Regions from separate parts of the Mus musculus genome. Here region 2 is linked to region 1. The links are chromatin contacts, called in public Hi-C maps. All regions are on one chromosome and are shown on one strand. Each heading gives the region's core, a stretch centred on a gene start, on an enhancer-like site or on the middle of the called end of the contact. The rest is flanking DNA. Distances are from core to core; before and after follow the strand shown.

Region 1 (3,905 bases), core at 141-2,640:
CAGACAGCCACAGGGCCACAGTCCCCATGGACAGCTGAGGGATGATGGGTGGCTCCTGCAGTGGGTCAGAGATACTAAGGCACAAAGCTAACCTAAGCCCACTGGGGTAAGGTGGGGTGGGTACAGGCTCCAGAGGTCACTCCTCCCAATCTGCAAAGTACAAAGTGACCAAGCAACAATCACGGCCAAGCTTTGACAACCTGGCACAGGATGAAAGTTCAGGTTCATGATCCTGGGTGCCAGTGGTTTTTGCCAGAAGGGAATGTATATTCTGGCCGGCTCTATAAAGGCCTCTGGAGATGGAGAAGACCCCTGGCTGCCATTGACACTCTAGCCCAGGCCTATGGGCCAGTCTGAGGCCTGAGTCTGGAAGGCAGATACCCATCTGGGGCTGGCAAGGTCGTGGGATGATGCCAAGGTCCCTGCATGGGCTAGTTTCCATTAGGCCCTCCATGGGGATCCTAAAGAGGGAGAGGGAATGAGAGAAAAGCAGAGAGAGGGCCTTAGGGTCTCAGCGCACTTGGCAGATGGAACCCAGGTGGGCGGGTCGCCTTGCGCTTCAGGGCTGCCTGCGCAGACTGGGTCGCCGGAAGGTCGGGTGCATGAGGTTCTCGGTGATGTAGGCCACCAGCAGGCAGATGACCACCAGCATGACACAGATGGAGCCGCCTACCGCCGTCATGGCCACCACGATCTCCTGCATAGCTGCCGGTTCGGCGGTGAACTCCACGCACTCGGCCAGCTCTGGCGGGACGACGGCGACCTCGGCGCGCAGCGGCAGCTGCTGCAGGCACAAGCGGTAGCGCACGCTGTCGTGCACGTCCGGTAGCAGGTAGTCGCGGCAAGAGGCACCCAAAAGCACGCGATCGCAAGGGAAGCGCGTATAGGTGCCACGCCACGAGCAGTTTAGCGCGAAGACGCGCACGCGGCGCGCCTCTGCAGGAGCCAGGCGCCACTGCAGCAGCACGCTGCGATTGCGCAGGACGTGGGCGCGCAGCGAGCCACCCGCCGAGGCCAACGTTTCGCAGCCCGGCGTCTGGCAGCGGAAACCCCGAACGGGGCTGCGAAAGCACAGGCGCCCACCGCCCGTCTCTGGGCCCTCGGACAGCACCTTGTAGGGGCACCAGGGCGCGTCGGGGGCCGGCTCCCAGCCCGGCGGCGTCGGGTCCACAGCGGCGCCTGACGGTGGCGCGCATGCAGCCAGCAGCAGCAGCAGCGGCGGAGCGCGCATCCTGCGGCTAGGCCGGCGCGGCGGGGCGCGGGCTCGCGAGCGCACGGGGCGCGGCGGAGGGTCACGCGGGCCGCGCCGCCGCAGCCGCTGCCGCGCTCCCCCCACGCAGCGCCCTCCGCCGCCACCCGCTCCGACCCGCTTCACGCCCAGGCCCGGTGCGCGCTCGGACCCAGCGGCAAAGGCGGGGCTGCCCCACGTCCCGCCCCCTTAACCCTCTCTGGGCCGCGTCCCACGGGCATGAGAAAGTCTACCTAGCACAGGCGGGTGTTGAACGGTGGTCCTGGGACAGGCCCTTGCCACAATTGATGAGAACTCCGGACGGTCCCTCTATCCGGTGCTGGCCCCTCGTGGCCACCGAGAGCGTCCTGCCCGCTCTGACCAAGAGGATGGACAAAGGGACTGAAATGTAACTTCACTCTGAGATCCTGGATCTTTGGAGTAGATGGCATCCACTAGGGAGGAAAATCTGAGGCCAAGGTTTTGACTTGGTGAAAATTGATTATTCTGCACTCCTGAAGAGATGTTGCAGGCAGATCTCCTCTATCTCATTGTTCCTTCTCGTCATTGGCTCTTGAAGAGGCTCAGGACCAGACAATGAAAACGACCCCACAAAAAGCCACCCCGAGTCAGGCCGATAGAATCCAAGCTACTTAAGAACTAGCCCACCCGGGCAGGAGAGATGGCCCAGTGGTTAAGAGCACTGGCTGCTCTTCCTGAAGTTGTGGATTAAATTCCCAGCAACCACATGGTGGCTCACAACCATCTATAATGGGATCTGATGGCACACAGGTGCACACACTTATATATATGTATAGAGAGAGCACTTATATACGTAAAATAAATACATCTCTAAAGAAGTGGGAAAAGAGAATAGCCTACCTGGGCTACCAAATGAGTTTGGGGTCAACCTGGGCAATTTAGTGAGACCCTCAAAATGAAAACAAAAAAATAAAATAAAATCAAACCAAGCCAGTTATGGTGCCCTAAATCAGCAAGATCAAAGGTCTCCTTGACTACTTGAGACTAGTCTCAAAAAACACAAAACAACCAAGCAAGGAGACACAGGGGGACGGGCAGAACCACTGAATTCTCACCCCTGCACGGTCACCAAACAGAGTCAGGGCCAAAGGACACCTGAAGAGACTGCCCTGCCTGCCCTGCCTGCGCTAAGTAGGGGGTGCAGCCAGAACCAGCTAGTGCCTAAAAGCTCTGCTGCTAAGGATCAACGGTGCACTGAAAAGGGAGGCGAGTGTGGTCTCACCCTACTGTACGTACTGTCCTTTGAGGTGACCTTAGCCAGGAAAGGAAACGGAGGGTGTGCGGGCTGCAGTGTTCTCTAGGTCCTACCTCCTGTGTCTGTAGACTATGGTGTTTCCACACACCTACAGCCCTTATCCTAGTCATCCTGAAAACCCCAAGCGGTAACTGAGCCTGAGTTCAGTATCAGAAGCCTCTATGCAGCCATTGTGCACCTCATGACTAACTTGGAAGGATCCAATCACGACACCAAGCCTCTCCAATTTGTAGAGTCTAATAAGATCTCCGTCCTCAGTGGAGGGCAGGGGTTTCAAGAGATATACTTCCTGCCCCCACCCTATTCCTACCTTTCCCTTAAACTGGGCAGAGTGCAGACTCATCATTGTAAATGTGCCCAGAAATTCCTGTAGGTCATGTCCAGAATTATCCAGACCTTCTTTCAGTTGGCTTGCAGGTATTAGTTGGAAATATTGGTACGGAAAATGGGCAAGACAACATAATGTGGTATCTTTGGATGGAAGACAGCTAGATGCTCAATCTTACTACTAGGAGGTGTGGCCTTGTTGGAGTGGGTGTGGCCTTGTTGGAGTGGGTGTGGCCTTGTTGGAGTGGGTGTGGCCTTGCTGAAGGAAGTGTGCCACTAGAGGTGGGCTCTAAAGTTTCAAAAGCCCAAGCCAGTCCCAGTGTTCTCTCTAAGCCTGATCTAGATGTGGTACTCTCAATTGTCTCTCCAGCACCACATCGGCCTGTGTTGCCACCATGCGTCCCACCAAGATGATAATGGACTGAACTTCTGGATCTGTAAGCAAGCCCCAATTAAATGCTTTCTTTTATAAAGGTTGCTGCAGTCATGGTGTCTATTCACAGGGACCCTGTTGAACAGTGATCTGAGTTGAAAACACACTAGCCATAGCCCTGCCCTAGGTCTGACTTCACCCATGCTTCAAATTTGTCCTAGGGCAAGGGGCTTTCCAGTGGGGCTGGGGGTGGGGCTCACAAATTCTGGCCTTTTCCTGGTCAGGGTGGCACTTGATCAGCTTCCTTTCATGTAAGAGAAAGCTTTCTAGAGGTCCTGAGTTCAATTTCCAGCAACCACATAGTGGCTCACAACCATCTTTAATGGGATTCGATGCCCTCTTCTGGTATGTCTGAAGACAGCGACAGTGTACTCATATGCATAAAATAAATAAATCTTTAAAAAAAATTAATTGAAAAAAGAAAAAAAAACCCAGAGACTCCACCAAAAAGCTATTAGAACATGTAACATATTGAGGGAAAAGCTGCTTTCTCTCCACTGGGTTGAGGCTGGCCATGGGGAAAAAGGATTTTATTATATCCTGTCTGGATAATTCTATCTATGGTATATTTCCAGCTAGAAACAAAGAGAGGGGAAAGGCTATTGCTGTGTAAAGGTCTG
Region 2 (3,758 bases), core at 178-2,677, 390 kb after region 1:
TACCCTTGTTAGTGATTTTTTTTTTTTCCAAAACCGCAGATTTGCTGACAAGTAGTTATCCGGGCTTTGTTTGTGCAGTGTGCGTTTCCAGTTCAGTTTAGGCTCCCGTTATGCAGCCTTTTCTCACCCAGCTTTGAATCCCTACCTGAGTTTGCTGAGTCAGGTGTGCCAAACATATTTCAACCTACAGTATCTTCAGAGAGAGAGGTCATGAGGCTTTGGAGGTGATGTGGGTAATGTAAGGAGGTTGGCGTCCCTACCAAGAGAGACCTTGAGAGGCTGTGCTCATCTAACACCCCACTATGAAGGACATAGGTGCAGTCATCCCCAAGCCAGGGACAGGCCTCACCTGAACTCAACCCAGCTCCAGGTAGCCTCTGGAGCTATCTGAGGAAGAGTGTCTGTTGTGGAAGAAAGCGGCCTTTGGTGCCCACATGGTAGAGACAGATCTCTACATCCATCTCTTGTCTTAGTTACCTGAGCTGCTGTTCCTGTCTCCAGTCAGATATCCAAGCACTGAGCCCCAGCCCATGTTTTCCATATAGGCCCTAAAGAATCAGGAAGGCCCAGCCTGCCCCCACGGTCACTTTCCTCCAGTGTGGCTTTGGTTTCTCCAGCTTTCCTCACTCACCCTTGGCTGGAGGCTTAGACTGGTAGAAGCCACACGTTTCCCTTCCGTGGTTCTCCACAGCAAGTTACATTCATAGCATGCCTCCAATCGAGCTCTCGATAGTAGCCTCTGTGCCCTGTGTTCTGTCCATTGCTGGCTTCGTCGAGTCCTGCAGATTCTAGCTCCTGAGCTCTAGCCTTGGCCCTCAGATCTAAGGACTTAATCCAGTCCACTGACCGTGGGGGAGGTGGGCAGTGATCCACTTGCTGTGTGCGCGTTTCCTCCATCGACAGGAGCCGTACTTAGCACGAGTCCATGGCAACTGAATTACTTGGAAGTTGATGTCTTCCCATTAAATCAATAAAAAGAAAACTACTGGTCAACCTTCCAGCTGGCCCTCTCAATTTGTATCATAGTGTACTTGAGTCTTTGCATCAACTAGTGCAATGGTTGGCATGTGCTGGACTTTTTCCAGGTCTCCCAGGGCCATTCTTCTTAATGTTTACTGGTCAGGAAAGGATTCTTGGTCTCCTAGGGTTCCTGGGGCTCCTGGGACCCATAGGCAGCCCCTCTTCCACAGCCCTGTCTGTTTCTGGTAGATAAAGGGATAGCATCAAGTTTATGCATCCCCAGAACCTGTGTGGCCACTGTTACATAGCAAGCTGTCAGGTCCCTTAGTCCTCCTCTGCCTGCCTGCCTTCTGATCCTGTTCTCTGTGAGAGGCTCAGGCACGGGCAGAGAGAGAGACTGTGTGAGGTTTGTCCGGGCACCTTCAGAAACCCTGTTAAGGCGTTTCATCCAGCAGAGGGCCCCCGAGATCCAGCCAGAGCATCGCTGTCCACGTGGACAGTTTTCCCTCCGGAAAGAGCTGCCCCTGCCTCACACCAGTGTGAGTCTTTCTCTTTCCTTCCCTGGGAACCACGGAGCAGCTGTTGTGGGATTTATTTCACCGCTCCCCCAGATGGCAGCACAGCTTCCCGTAGGCTTCACTGTAGTACTTCACAGAGCCTGTCTGCCGTGTCTGGCTGCTGGGGAGGATCTGGTATCTTCCTGCCCACCTGAGACCCAGGAACCTCAGTGCCTGGTTTCCATCAGAGGTCACGGGTCCTGTATGTGCTCACCAGGCACCTGAGAAACAAGCTCCAAGCCCCTTGTCCTTTTCCCTGTGACACAAAGTACCTCACAGATTTTCGTGTGTGACACGGCCGTTGAACCCAGGAGTGAGGGTACTGATGACGTTTCGGTGTTGTGATGGATAGATGCAGATGGCACTGATGGGTGGTGGTTGTAGCTGGCCATGAGCAGTAGCCACAAGGTGACCCAGACTTACCCTGCCTCCTTTTGGTCCCACTCAGTGTGTGAGCATCCAAGGTGACCCACCACAGCCTAACCAGCAGTCAGAGTGTGTCTGTCTGTCTGCCTGTCTCTCTCTCCTTGTCTCTCTGTCTCTCTCTGTCTCTCCCTGTCTCTCTGTCTCTGTCTCTCTCTTGTCACTGATATCACTAGAATACATTTCTGTTGCTTAGTATAGGTATTAAATGAACAATCTCAAGGCTGGAGTAGGTGGGACTACCAGGACCTGTGCCCATGGAATAGACAGTAAGCACACACTCCCAGGAAGGGGCCTCTTTCCTGTGTTCTGCCCAAAAAGGAAGTTGAGGCTAGAAGTCTGACTCCCAATAGGAACTGACCAGCCCGGGTTCAGTTTGTTTCTTAGCCTTTTGAATGTTTTCCATAGCACATATCAGTTGTACATAGTAATGGACTTCACTACAACGCTTTCAAACACGTGCATAGTGTATTCTGTGCATGCCGTTCCCCCTGTTTCTGTTTCCCTCTCTTCCTCTGTTTTGGTTTGTTTTAGATGAAGTCTTGCTATGCAGGCCAGGCTGACCTTGGACTGGTGGCAGTCCTCCTGTCTCAGCTAATGAAGTGTCGGGGTCGTGGGTGTGAGCCACCACGCCTGGCTTCACATCTTATCTTCCTCCTCACACCGGTATCTGGGTCCCTTTACTACGGTTGGCCGGCGTGACCTGGGTGAATCCCCACTGAGGCTCATGCATCGCACCAGGGACACTGTCTCATGGCCAGTTTTCCCCCTACCCCACCCCCACCCCCGTCTTCCTCTGAGCAGCAGCAGTGTGTGAGCTTCTCACACATCTCTGATGCACCAAGGATGCCCCCTGCAGACAAGGGGACTGGGGCTTCTCCTCTGTTTGGCTGTCTCTTTGCTGCATGTTTTTCTACATCCTCTGGTGTGTTGTGGTTGCAGAGGGACACACCCAGGGCACAGAACGGGGCAGCTGAAAGGGTGGAAAACCCACGTGGGAACCTTGCCTGCTCCCCTTGCTCACAAACAGCCCGTCTCCCACGCGGCCATAGCTTCCCACGGTTGCAGTTCCCGTACCTCTCTACCCAGGCCTGTTTCTATGATTTCCCTGTTATTCTTCATTTACCTTCGAAAGCATGACATGTGTAAGCCTTACTTTCATCTGGAAGATGGATCAGTGTTGAGAAGCAGGAAGTTTGAGATGGGATGGGAAAGTCCCTAAGGGCAGGAGGTGAGCGCACACTCAGATGGCGTCGTCCTACCCTACCCCGGCCTTCCTACCTTCCACCCTCACTGCTGCCCCACCCCACCCCCCACCCCGACTCCTGGGATGGTGTCTGTGTTACAGACTTAAGGCTGAATGAAACGCCCTGAAGTGTGGCAAAGGAAGAACTGGGACACAATCATGCCATAACTGTACGGCATCTGAAATCCTGGGATAAGCGTGTGTGTGTGTGTGTGTGTGTGTGTGTGTGTGTTTGTGTTGGAGAAAGAGAAACAGAATCCTGGCAAAACCATCGTGACCCTAAGCCTTAGAAGTGCCAGTGTCCATTCTAACCTGGGGAACCCCTGACCCCAGGACATTTGGCTGTCTCTTTCCTGCATGTTTTTCTACATCCTCTTTTGTGTTGTCCTATGCTCCGTGGACCCTCTTTGGTCCTCAGGAACCTAACCGGATTGTTGCCTTTGCTAGCCACTGGCCTGGGAATGCCACCAAGGGTACTGGGCTCTCCAGGAGACTTCATTGCTAGCACATGGGCCACCCTTTGGCACATTACACAGTACGTTATACATCCCACGAATCAGGAACCCTCCAGC

What was found. Hi-C and Micro-C count contacts between places; a contact is called where the count stands out from the background.
Region 2: a contact with region 1 is called in a Hi-C map of uterus, with 3 times the contacts expected there. The contact joins the enhancer-like site here to the promoter of Fndc10 in region 1. A contact is called at or near these places in 1 of 39 promoter capture datasets (second pharyngeal arch cranial neural crest), 12 of 484 Hi-C or Micro-C datasets (B cells, the C10 cell line, the G1E-ER4 cell line and 7 more) and 3 of 115 datasets of contacts at active chromatin or transcription factors (the HPC-7 cell line, embryonic stem cells and memory CD8 T cells).

Annotation. Positions count from the first base shown.
Region 1 is chr4:155,691,827-155,695,731 of GRCm38.p6, reverse strand. Fndc10 (fibronectin type III domain containing 10) reads right to left here and starts at 1,390. Exons shown (of 1, transcript NM_178699.4): 1 at 1-1,390. The coding sequence starts at 1,231. The coding sequence ends at 560.
Region 2 is chr4:155,305,965-155,309,722 of GRCm38.p6, reverse strand. The region is part of intron 4 of Prkcz (protein kinase C, zeta); the gene reads left to right. Among named protein-coding and RNA genes, the nearest start is that of Prkcz, 54 kb to the left of the region's middle. Within about 2 kb of position 1,427, at least 100 of the 459 cell types and tissues checked have an H3K27ac peak or open chromatin away from gene starts, as enhancers often do. A contact at or near this core is called in the HL-1 cell line, the HPC-7 cell line, the N1E-115 cell line and 2 more, where this site is marked.